Linked DNA regions of Gossypium hirsutum: region 1 is linked to region 2. The links are chromatin contacts, called in public Hi-C maps. All regions are on one chromosome and are shown on one strand. Each heading gives the region's core, a stretch centred on a gene start, on an enhancer-like site or on the middle of the called end of the contact. The rest is flanking DNA. Distances are from core to core; before and after follow the strand shown. Region 1 overlaps LOC107914272 (a long non-coding RNA gene). Region 2 holds the start of LOC107914280 (folate transporter 1, chloroplastic).

The links. A called contact is a pair of places that touch in the nucleus more often than the background predicts.
Region 1: a contact with region 2 is called in a Hi-C map of leaf, with 3 times the contacts expected there. The contact joins the enhancer-like site here to the promoter of LOC107914280 in region 2. A contact is called at or near these places in 13 of 34 Hi-C or Micro-C datasets (anther, fibers, hypocotyl and 2 more).

The regions. Positions count from the first base shown.
Region 1 is chrD10:12,227,366-12,233,815 of Gossypium_hirsutum_v2.1, forward strand. It overlaps LOC107914272 (a long non-coding RNA gene), which reads right to left. Exons shown (of 4, transcript XR_001688761.2): 4 at 6,189-6,450. Among protein-coding and RNA genes, the nearest start is that of LOC107914272, 5.6 kb to the right of the region's middle. Within about 2 kb of position 4,431, at least 7 of the 9 cell types and tissues checked have an H3K27ac peak or open chromatin away from gene starts, as enhancers often do. A contact at or near this core is called in fibers and leaf, where this site is marked.
Region 2 is chrD10:11,985,741-11,992,153 of Gossypium_hirsutum_v2.1, forward strand. It overlaps LOC107914280 (folate transporter 1, chloroplastic), which reads right to left and starts at 4,223. Exons shown (of 11, transcript XM_016843150.2): 1 at 3,908-4,223; 2 at 3,731-3,807; 3 at 3,402-3,478; 4 at 3,119-3,212; 5 at 2,554-2,647; 6 at 2,097-2,170; 7 at 1,587-1,694; 8 at 1,233-1,304; 9 at 1,103-1,123; 10 at 785-852; 11 at 430-663. The coding sequence starts at 4,016. The coding sequence ends at 531. LOC107914279 (D-2-hydroxyglutarate dehydrogenase, mitochondrial) reads left to right here. Exons shown (of 15, transcript XM_016843148.2): 15 at 1-426.

The DNA of each region.
Region 1 (6,450 bases), core at 3,181-5,680, 240 kb after region 2:
TAATGTAAGGAAAATTTTAACATTATTAGGATCCAATTTAATTTATTCGACATATAGGTACATAGAAATAACTACACTAAGCTAATATTTTGAGAATTAATGGGAAGTAGGTCCCGATAATTATTAATCATTTGTGCTAAACCAAATGATTCATCATGCTTCATTTTTATAATTCATACAATGCCAATGAAAGGATATCATTTTCTCTTTTAATCAAGCTATGATGCTATTATTGTGGGTAAAGTCATACCATGCATAGGTCATGTACCCAACATTCCAATTTTCAGCTCGCTGTCATGAGAATGTTTACAACATATCAAACTACATAAATTATACACATGGTCATTCACTTAGGATTTAGGTAAGTTGCATCATGAACACCACAAGTGAATAATCTATAAAAAAACTAAATTAAATTCAACTTGGATCTTATTCGATATATTGTTAGTCCAGACAATCACATATATGTCTCTATTTTTTGGAGTCAATACAACTCTAATAACCAAGACAAGTTATCTCCTCAATTGAACTTATAGACAACATAATAGTCTTAATATGAATCATATCTCAATCTGATTTCATGGACTACAAACAATTTAGATTACCTACTTATATAAGTTGTATTCTTGCATTATGATCTGACCATATAATGCAACTTAATAATTTAGGTAATTAGTGAGTCAATATTTACTTGTTCATTTTGTTTTACTTTCAAAAATCAAGGACAAACATACAAAAAATATTAAATAATTATGTATTACTTTTTTTATTCAATCAATTTGAAAAGTTACAAGTAGACTATAATGAGTAACATTTCACTTTCTCATGTCCTCAACATATTTCTCAAAACTCCTAGTTACTAGAGTCTTAGTAAACAAATCTAGAAGGTTATCCTCAAATGCTATTTTGACTACATCTATTGCCTCTAATATGATATGAAATTTATAATTAAAGTGTTTTTTCCTCTTAAAATTTCTTATTTCCTTAGTATTAGCCATTATTGCACCATTATCACAATATTATGTGATAGGTTTTTCCATATAAGAACAACTTTAAGTTCTATTAAGAACTTGTGAAGCCAAATTGCTTCTTTTGTTACCTTAAAAGTAGTCACATATTTAACCTCCATAGTAGAGTCAACAGTACAAGTCTGCTTCACACTCTAAATTATGGCTCCCGCAACCTAAGACAAATGCATAGCCGTATGTCAATTTTCTCAAATCCCTACAAGTTAAGACAAATATTAGTAAGCATAGTTTGACCCATCAAGCATAGGTGGCATGGAGATTGAGCTTCCTTACATGGTTCAATAAATCATCAACAGGATCTTCACCAAGTTCATTTGGCGTCTAGATCTTATACCAATTGTAAAAGTTGAGTTGTTGATTCAGTTGTTACATGATCACATTTACGAAAACAACTAAAATTGGAAATGTAAAAAAAAATAGGGCCAATTGGTTATGTAGTTTGGATCCAATCCTACACTTGCGGGGCCTTTCTCAGAGAATAATCCATTATAATTTCAATAACACTAGAGAATATTTAAGCACAACTTATTCACACTCATTAAAACTTCATGTCGGAAAAAAATATGGTTTGAAAATGATTGTCATAGCGAAAAATTAAAATATTGAAAATCGAGTCAATTTGTGATATTTATAGCAAATAACTTTTCCCAAAAAGTACACTTTTTTTGTGCAAGACAGATCCTTAACATTCACTGCTTTCAACTGAATGACTTTCTCCGCTATTTTCATACCACGAATCGCTTCGAGTGTGGACTCGAACAATCACGAATCAAACATAAAACCAGTAACTTCTTACTTTCGGTAGGAAAGTAAATCTCTTTCTTAATAGAAATCGATAGAATTTTTATTCTTAGAATATATAATTTAAACATATAAAATAAATTCTCACTATTTTTTGGTAGAATAACAAAATCTCAAAGTTGAGTGTGTTTAGCCCTACCAGTGCTATCTATTTATATGGAGAGATAAAGAATCCTGATTGAATTAGTAGAATACAAATAATACTTATATGATAGAAAAACTAGTCCTCTAGTTCAACTAGGAGAGAGGGGTTTTGGGCCTCTCATGTATTGAGTCCAATTATAGATGCTTATTGGACTGTTAACCCAGTATTTTATAATTTAATCGAACATAACTTTACCATAAAAGAATATATGAGAAAATATATTTAATTTCCATATTCAACAGATTCACAATGACCAATTAGTTTAATTCCATTTTCGAACTTCAAGTATTTGATTAAATAATAATTCGAAAATTTTAAATTAATTCTCAAGTCATTTTCATACTTAGTGAAAAAATATATTCATTTTCGAATCTGACTTATTTCTCTAACTTCATCATTTCCATCCATTTTTGTTCATTTGATTCCTTGTGCAATTCATTTTTTTGTCTCAACGAGCTAGCAGAGGGACCGATTGGACATATATAATTCAGGATCAAATAATTTATAATAAAATTTCAACTTTTTGCCTATTAATTATAAATGCATTTAGTCACGAAGTCAGTCTATTATAGCATTGTGACGGAACTCTCCCTAATTACATACCATTACAAAAACTATTAAATATATAATAATATTTCACAATATCTCATGCAATAATCAAGGTATCTACCACAATAATATTTATTATTATTTCACAACAATCTTTATTATTAATAAATATTTGCATTAAATATATAATAATATTTTAATTGATGATTTCTAAAATTTATCTATTTAATTTATAATTTTAATTGGCAACAAAAAGATTCCAAATTTATCTTACATATAATATATAAAAAAAACACACACATATATATATATTCTAAATATAACCATACATATATAGAACCAAGTATTGATAAAAGGAAACATACGTTGGATTGTTGGATGATAGTCGGTTCAGCGAAATTTAAAATTCTAGCGATCAAATCCATGTGCAAGAGGATGAATTTGAGATAGAATAAGGTTCAAAATATACTCTCTCTTTTTAGTAGACAATTTTGAGCTTTCATTTGATTCAAATAGTAATTTTTTCCAATATACCTCTTGATTAATTAGGTTACACATTTAGATTTAAAGATTCATTTGAAATTTAAGATTTGAATAGAAATATTAGGCTTAAAAATTGAATTTGGATAAAAAATTTACGTCCGTTCAAAATGTGAGTTAAGATCAAGCTTGAACATTCAAGGCTCAAGTCTAACCTATTTTTCAAATTTGTAATGTTTTATATTATATAATTTATAACACATAAAATTTAAATCTATAGAATATATAATACTAACTCTCATAAATTTATAAAATTTAATTCCATCTCAAAACAAGGTCTAAAAGAGATTTTAAGTCTGTTACCCTAGCACACCTCTGTCTCCCGTCCCTGGCAAGAATTTTAGGTTTTCCTTGTTCTTTTGTATTTTTTTCCTTGAAATTTGTGTCTCGCGAAAGTCTATCTTCTTTCAACGAAAAGTGCAATTCACAAGTTGGTGATTTATACTTGGAAATAATGGAGGATGAATTAGCCCAATTGTCGATTAATGAAGAAGAAAAGGATACTATTCACATTCAAATAGATCCAGGTTAGGAAAGGGGGGTGAGATTTTTCAACTTGTGGGTTGTTTTCTCACAGCCAGTATAATTCACTTTCCAGCCATCAAAAGTACTATGGCAAATTTGTGGCATCCGGTTCGAGGCATTTAATTCGAGATCTGGGGAAAAAAGGTATTTGTTTCAATTCTTTCACGATATGGATATGGAAAAGGTTTTAAAGGGTTCCCCTTGGACCTTTAATAATCATTTGCTAATACTTTACAAATTGCAATTGGGGGAGGATTCGTTACAGGTCCCTCTAGTTTTGATACCTTTCTGGGTCTAGATTCATGATGTGCCTATTGGTCTGTTTTTTGAAAACCTAGCAACACAATTGGGTAATTTCTTGGGGAATTTTTTGGAATATGATGTTTCAAATCTAGGGAAAGAGAATAGAAATTTTATGCAAATAACGGTCCAAATTGATATAAGGCGTCCTCTGGAAAGAAAGAAACAAATTTTATTTGGTGGGAGACATTCATATATTACTTTTAAATATGATCGATTATCACTTTTATATTTTTATTATGGAAGATTGGGCCACATTGATTTATTTTGTGAAGCGAAAATGAATCTTGGAGTGGAAATTGCTGAAATGGATTGGCACATATCTATAAGAGTATAATCTCGAAGGGCTTTGACCATGAATAGTGTCTGGTTACGTGAGGAAGGTGATGGGGATATGGGAGGAATCGAGGAAAATAGAGGATTCAAAATGGGCCAGCAAAAGATGGGATGGAAAATAAAATATGGAAAGCCTGTTGATCCAATTCTGGGTTTTAATTTGGAAGGAGGTTCATCATCTGTAGGCCAAGGAAAGGAAAATTCACTGACAAATCACGCCCTAAATGTGATGGACCACAATCTGGAGGATGTAGCCCTTGTAGGGGAGGAGGGGAAGAAGAGATCTAAATGGGAGATTGAAAATTTAACAGGAAAAAAAGAGAGGGGTAATATTATGGCAAGTAGGAGAATGGTGGATCTTAATCACTTATCATCGGTGGTTGCCAAATGACAAGCTGGCCAAGCGCAATGAAAATCTTAAGTTGGAATTCCCATGGATTAAGGAGTGGACAGTTCGAAGACTTCAGCACTCGCTGAGGACTTATGACCCCCAAATAGTCTTCTTTATAGAGACTAAGCTTTGTAAAAATCAGATGGAAAGAGGTCGACGAAGATGTGGTTTTGTGAATGGCATTGAAGTCGATTCAGAGGGCACTAGAGGAGGTTTGTGTTTGGCATGGCGAAATGATGTCAACATCACGCTTCAGAATTTTTCTAAAAGACACAATGATGTGGTAGTGGCTGATAATGAAAGAGATGTTAAATGGAGATTTACCAGATTTTATGGAACCTCGTATGTACAAGATAGAGAAGATTCATGGGCAGTCTTAAAAAATCTCCACAAGGATGAAGACATTACTTGGTTTGTTTGTGGAGACTTCAATGAAATTATGTATGGTTCTGAAAAAAAAAAAGAAGCTTGCTTAGAGATGAAAGAAGAATAGAGATGTTCCGTGAAGCTTTGGAATTTTGCCAATTGATTGACGTGGGATATTCTGGCAGATGGTTTACTTGGGAGAGAGGTAATTTTCCTGAAACAAACATACAAGAACGTCTGGACAGGGGTGTTACAAATGAGAATTGGATTTCTATGTTTCCTAAGGTAAAAGTTCAGCATCTGGTGTATTCTTTTTCTGGTCCTTGTCCCCTTTTAATTGACACAAATAAGAAAGACAAAAGGAGGACAGAGTCGTTTCAATTTTGAAGCTTGGTGGATTTTGGAGGACTCCTTTGTTGACGAGCTAAACACATATGAAAGACGGCATCAGGAGATTTTCTGAAAAAGCTGGAAATTTTAGAAAAGGACCTAGAAAATTGGGCGAGACAAATGCAAAGAAATAAACAATGGAAAAAAGGTTTTTAACAGCAAAGTTATCAAAACTGATTGAAGCTGAAAGGGATGATATTAACTTGACTGGGATGATTGATACGAAGATTCAGCTAAACTTTGAAATCGAAAAATATGAAAGATACTGGGAACAAAAGGCTAGACTGAACTGGCTAAAACTAGGTGATAGAAATACAGCTTTTTTCCATAGCCAAGCAACACAGAGGAGGAAGAAGAATCTAATTAACAAGCTACAAAATGATAGTGGATGGGAAACGGAAAACCTTCAGGAAATGGAGAGTATTGCACGATCCTACTTTCAGACTTTATTCATTTTAGGGAATCAAGAAAACTATGATCATTTGCTCTCGGGTATTGATCGATGTGATTTTTAGGAGGATAATAGAAAGCTTACAATACAATATACGAAAGAAGAGGTTTGAGAAGCGTTGTTTGAAATGCAACCCATGAAGGCATCTGGTGAAGATGGATTTCCAGCTCTTTTTTATCAAAAATGTTGGCACTTTATTGGAGAGGAAGTCGTTGCTTTTTGTTTACAACTCTTGAATGAAAAAATAGAGGTCAGTTCAGTTAACACATATTGTGCTTATCCCAAAAATTAATAATCCTTTTAATATGACACATTTCTGGCCTATATGTTTATGCAATGTTATTTATAAAATCATGGCTAAGGCTATAGCAAACAGATTTAGAGATGTTATTGATAAATACATTGATAGCGCGCAAAGTGCCTTTGTTCCAAGAAGATTAATCTCAGATAATGTACTACTAGCTTATGAATTACTGCATACACTAAAACAGAAGAGAATGGGAGAAATGGGTTATATGGCAATAAAACTGGACTTGAGTAAAGCTTATGACAGGGTTGAATGGAAATTTGTTAGGGAGATAATGTTGCAGATGGGATTTGCTCAAAATTGTGTCGATTCTATCATGAA
Region 2 (6,413 bases), core at 2,973-5,472:
TTTTTCCACGTTCAGTGACTAGGATTTCGAATGTGCAAAGAAAGAAGTCATGATGGAGGTTAGCTGAAATGGGCAAAGGGGGAAGAGCCGAGGAATTTCTATGAAGAATATTGGTTTGGCAGACAAAGGGCATCGCTTCTGATATGGTACATTGAATTTGGTATAATCATCAAATCGAATAAGATCAAAATGTGCAAATCACGAGTAAATGATACTAATTGCCAAAATAAGTTGGAACTTTGTTTAGCCTTTTTTTTTCTTTCTGTAATGTGATATTGTATTATATTTGATGTTGGTGTGTTGAATCTTTTGTAATGTGCACTGATCAAAATTGGGTTGTTTATAGGCTATATGTATTGCGGCACACAATATGTAACTTTCCGAAAAAAGCTTATAGATAATCAGCTACCACGTATACCTCTTTCACCATTGAGTGCAAAACAATAAGATAGCAGAAAAATCATATGATCTTCGTATAGTACAATGTGAAGAATGTAAAAGAAAACTAAGAATAAAACAAAATGTCTTTCTCAATCATTCCTTCTTTTTGGTCTTAACAATTTGAGTACATTCTCGTAAACAATAAATGTTATCGAAGAAGCAGGAACGTTTTTCAGAAGGTTTGGGGTTATCCCCTTGTAAAACCCGCGGATACCCTCGAACCTGCAAGTCCTCAGATGCAAATAAGATCAACTGACGGAGGAAGGACATTGCAAATTTTAATATGGATTAATGTTTATCCTCAGCAATAAGATGGAAAAATCTGGTTTCGGTATGTTCTCACCTGGCAGTTTCCTTCACAACATGCCAACTATTCATATATCTTGGAATTCCCTCTTTACTAGGTCTTTGCTGCAAGTGATGAAGTGGTAATTTCAAATTAGAGTCTTCAATACAAACCAACAGTAAGTTGCGGATTATCTTCTCAAGTCAACTTCACTATCTATCCCTTTATTTCTCGGGGCTTGGCAGTAACGGATACTGGTATGTGTCCGACACAGGGATATTTGACTGTCCTTGGAGGATTCCCATACTAATATCCTAACAAAAGAATTCCCATACTAATATACTAATAAATGAAAGATTTTGATTTTTACTTTACCTGTGCTCGAGTTCTAATAACCTGGAAAAAGAAAGACAAAAAGAAATCACCCTTGTAAGGCACCATGACCGGCCAGTTCAGAGAAGGTGAATAGATACAAAGGCCTCACACCACTTATACCAATGAATACCTGAAATGGATATGTAATAAGAATTGCAGCAATTTTAGATGACCCCCCGAGCAGAGCATAGTCAAACGAGTTCTGTGCAAAATGGTAAAGACTGTTAGAAATCATTATCAGTTAACCACGAGGAGACAAAAAGATCTCGATAGCATCAAGTTCAAATTATCAAAGTCATGAAATATCTCATTTGTTTGAGTTTGTTAAACCATGCATGCCCAAGAACACAATAAACAGAGATACTCTGGGCATATGGCACCAGTCACGTGTTTGTACGACATCTCTTATGCATCAATCAAAAATATATTGTAAAGTAAATCCAAACTTTATACAAACAGCCAAACAGGAACTGAATTTACATACCAACAAATTACTGGCACCTTCGGATTTCTGTTTTTTCTCTTTATAATCAACCATTATCCTACGAAGTTCCTCATATGCTGTGAACTGAATAGCTCCATGAGAAACCTGCTAAAGTCCAATTAAGCAGTAAATTGCAAAAGTATAAGATTATGTCCAAAACTTATCTGGACATGGGTATGGGATAGACACGTGCTATTATGCTAAAGTCCAACTAAGTAGTACATAGCTCCGACTCTTCATTTTTCCTGAAGTACTCATGTCCAAAACTTATCTGGACATGGGTACGAGGATAGATTCCAAACATCAAAGGCTCTCCAAATACATGGAAAGCTGAAAAAAAGAATTGAACATGTGAGTGTCAGATACTTACATCTGAGTTTGAGTAACATAGATATTACTCAAACAATTTAGTCTTATTTAGCTCTGAGATATTCAAATGCTGAAAAAAAAAACCCACACATGATGTGAAAAGCAGGAGCAGAAATACGACTAAAGCAGCCAGCAAATTACCATTAACAGACCCGGACCAAGTCCTTTATAGAGTGCAGTCCATCCTTCTTCTCTCAGTATGGTTCTCAAGGCATCTGAAATAATTAAGACATCAATTTTGCACAGTTAAATATCCAACTGAAAACATTGAGGCACAAAAGGAACTCATGTTGAAAAATATAAACACCTACGATCATCCATCATTTTCAAAAAGGGTTAAGTTCTCAACAATTCTGAAAATCATATCTGCTTAGTAGTGTTAAATCATCTACTGGAATATCAAATCGCACAAGAAATATACAAAGGAAAAAGGTGTATCTTCTAAAAGTTCATGCATCAACATCTCTGCAGGACCAATGATATCAAATCACTTACTTGCTAGTGCTTGGAGTCAGAGTTAGTATGACTCACTACAGAAATGGTTATTGCAGACTCAGAGCACATTACTAGCAAAATAACGTTAAGATGAAGAGCAGACCATAAATGCCAGAATAACGTCGACTTTGATGAAGAGGGTTCTGGAGCTGCAATCTCGTTTTTATAAGCCAAATAGGGTTTGTGCACAAGGAGACCTGAAGAACGCCACAGGATTGAAATTGTTAATAGAATTCAAACTGAAAACTATCTCAATTAACATAGATTAAAGGTCAATCCAACCTAGCATCAGCAGTGAGAACACGAGTACATAACTAATTTAACATCAATTGAAGGCCACAAGATTGAAATTGTTAATAGAAAACAAACCAAAAACTATCTCAATTAACATCAATTAAGGGCCAATTCAACCTAGCATCAGCAGTGAGAATACGAGTACCTGACTAATTCAAACCAAGACAACTCAAATATTATCCAAATGCAGCAACATCTAGTGACATGCTATTGAAACTTAGCATCTTAGACCATCCTAAATGGTTTTAAGCTCGGTTATTAGTAAATTTTACTGTTAAAAGAAAATTTCCTTTCAGCTGTGAACTTTGATATTATTAGTAAGTATGAACCTTCCACTTTTCCACCAAATCATTATTAGAAGTATATATACTCACCAAAGCTCCAGCCTCAGCAGCAGATGCGAGATGATGGCCAGAGCTAAGCTTCTCTTCTCTGTTTTTAGAATACCTTTGTTTAGCTCTGCCATAGCTACAGAGAATAATAATAGAACCTCAGGTTAATTGATTGTCATAAAACATTTTTCAACCTGGTAATAATCCACACACATATATATATATATATACACGTATGCCAACTAATGTACTGTAATCAAGCGTTTCAAAACACATAAAGCAAAAGGAGAAGCTTGTAACACGTAAATTTATAGTTGATACTTACAAGAAGAAATATAAACCCCATGAAACGGTGGATCCTAAAACTGCAGGAAGAAAGCCAGCATAAAGCCCTTTCAGACCCTACATGATCAACCCACAAATCTGTAAACCATCAAAAGAAAAAAAAAAAGGGGGGGGCTTCGCAAAGAGAAACTGTAATCTCCAATGAAAGCTAGACACCAAAAGAAAGTACCTAAGAGTACTAAGCAATTACGAATCAGATAGAAATCACATAATTTCATGGTTACATGACTAATTAAGTAGCTTAAAAATGCTAATACTTGAGCAATACAATCTGATAAGCTAAAGTAAGAAGAAGAAAAAGGTGCGAACCTCTAAGCGAGTAATGGTAAAAATGGCGTGGGCGGTGTTCTTGTAAGCGGGGAAATTGGTGACTCGACCATCGTTAACTGTATAAAATTCAATCCAATCAGCGGCATAAAAGGCTGAAACATATTTGACTAAACTATGCGTATACGGAGAGAAAGGGAGATAGAAGAAACGGAGGACCTTGAAATCTGGTACGAACGATATCGAGAGGGTACATCGCGGCTACGGTGGCGAAACCCGCCACGGCCCCGGCGGCTGCAGTCTCCCATTGCCACTGTGATAGTGACATTTCATTCAAAAGAAAAAGGAGCGGCGACTTGCACAAGCAAAAACAGGGTCGACCGCCGATCGCATCTCGCGCTACCGTTATTTCTGGTTATGGGCTCCAAAGCTAACGTATATGTATATGTATACGTATATGATTAATAAACAACAAAGTGAAAGTGGTCGGGCCGTCGGCCGCCACTTTGAATGGGCGGGCGAAGGATATAATATCAAGTTATGGTTATGGGTCATCTCATCAAGAAACAAAGGAACCACAATCCACTCCACCTTCTGTTTTGGACTCTGACAAGTTGGCCCAAACACAAGTGTTTCTTTTTTGGTTAATTAATAAAATAGGACCTTGCAAGTATTTGTATGGTAAAAATATCATACTAAGTACATGTATTATATTTTAGATTACATTTTTATTTATCCATTTGAAAAATGAGCAAATTAATCCCTATATATTACATAAAAATAAAATAATCCTTAAAATTGTGTTGTGAAATTCTCATTTTGGTGTTTTCCATATAAAGCATGATAACAAAAACTTATAATTTTTACACCTTTATTCAATTTGAATCTTATTCTTTTCTTTGAAGCAAATTGATCCTTAACCTTTCACTAATGTGACACTATTTTGTTTTATAAATCTAATAAAAAATTAATTTTAAAATTATAAAAAATTAATTTTAAAATTATAAAAAATTAAAAAGTTCATCTAACCATAAATAAAAAATATAATTAAGAAATTTTCAGAAAAAAACTATTCAAAATTTAAAATATATATACTTAAAAATATAAAAAAATATTTTAAACAGTAGAAATGCAAAAAAAAAATTTTCAAAAAATAATGTCATGTTATTGTCCCACGAAGAAGAAGAAGCATTTCCGAAAGGAAAAAAAGTTTTCAAGATCAATTCCCAAAAGAAAATACCAATGGAGATATCTAAAAAAGAAGAAGAAATTTTCAAAAAAAGGAAAATCCACAAGGTGTTACATCTGCAACAAAAAAGGTCACTTTGCAAATCCATATTCTACCTATCAAAAGCCTTCCTTTTCACCTATAAAAAGTATCAAGTCTCTTATAACCACCAGAAGAAAAGCGGTTAAAGAGTATGTCCAGTCCTCTAAATTTGATAAACATCTTATTTATGGAGGACAGGAAGAACAGTTCGTCACACTGGAGATCCCATCTCACTTCCCTCAAGAATGGTGCCAACATGGATATTCTCATATGCACTTTGGAGCGGTACGTCTGGCCCTTAACTATCATGGAACTTCAGGGAAACCTGTTGTTTCCAGAATAGCCCTACTTGATTCCAGATATAAGCGTTATCAAGACGCTTGTATAGGGACAGTTGAAGCAACACTAAGTTCGAGAATGGCTATGGTAACCCTATTTCCCAATTTTACCATGTCTTTACAAGACCCCAACTTGATGGATGCCTTGAAAGTACAAATCCAGATCGTTGGTGCAGAAATGGTGGAATCCGCAGTTACTGTAACCCTACACTACCAGATCGTGTATAGGGTCCAAGATCATGCTTTTAAGTTGGCTAATCAAGGATCTGATGATTCTCTTCTTATTTCTGTCAACACAAGAGAAGAGCCTCATTGTATTCATGTGCCCAAGTAGATACCCAAGCAAGAGCTTTTAAAGCTTTTTCCAGAAAAATAGGTGACAAACTATGAACAGATCCATCAACATAATCAGCCAATCAAATCTACCAAAAGCCAGATTATCACTAAAGCTGATAGAACCAGTGAAATCAGATTTGATCACAACCATTTAAAGCAACTCCCGACTCCACCCGTTTTTACAACTCAGATGATGTTACAGCCAGTAACTACTGAAGAAACGGTACCTGGACCAGAAGCAACACTTATTCAGAGCTTCCAGTCTGATGGGAAGCCTTTGTACTTTTTCAAAGATCCCTCAGGACATTGTCCCTGGGATATCAATTGTTCTTGTGAAGGATGCAGAAATGATGTCTTTGAAGAAATTGATGAAGATATTAGACTCTCCCGAAAAAAGAAGTCTAGCAAGAAATTAACACAATTAAGCTTCTATGAAAGATGGATGAATGGAGATCCAGACATTGGTCCTTTAGGAGAAAATAACGGCAAATTTGTTTATCTTGTGGATTACTCTGCAAAAAGACCACAATCTCTTAAAATCCAAAAGCAACCAAAAATGCCTCCACCATCTCCTCCGAAACCAGATTCTGAAACAAAATGGCTATCTAAGCCTTTGAAACAGCCATGTTACAAAAGAATCAATAAATGGGTTCAGAAAAATAACCAATCTATGACTTGCAGACGAAAGAACAAGAGATTGCTATAGTAACAACGGCAATCCCAGAAGTCCAAATGTATACAGCAATTCATCCTATGATCAGGAATTTCCACAACTTGAAGA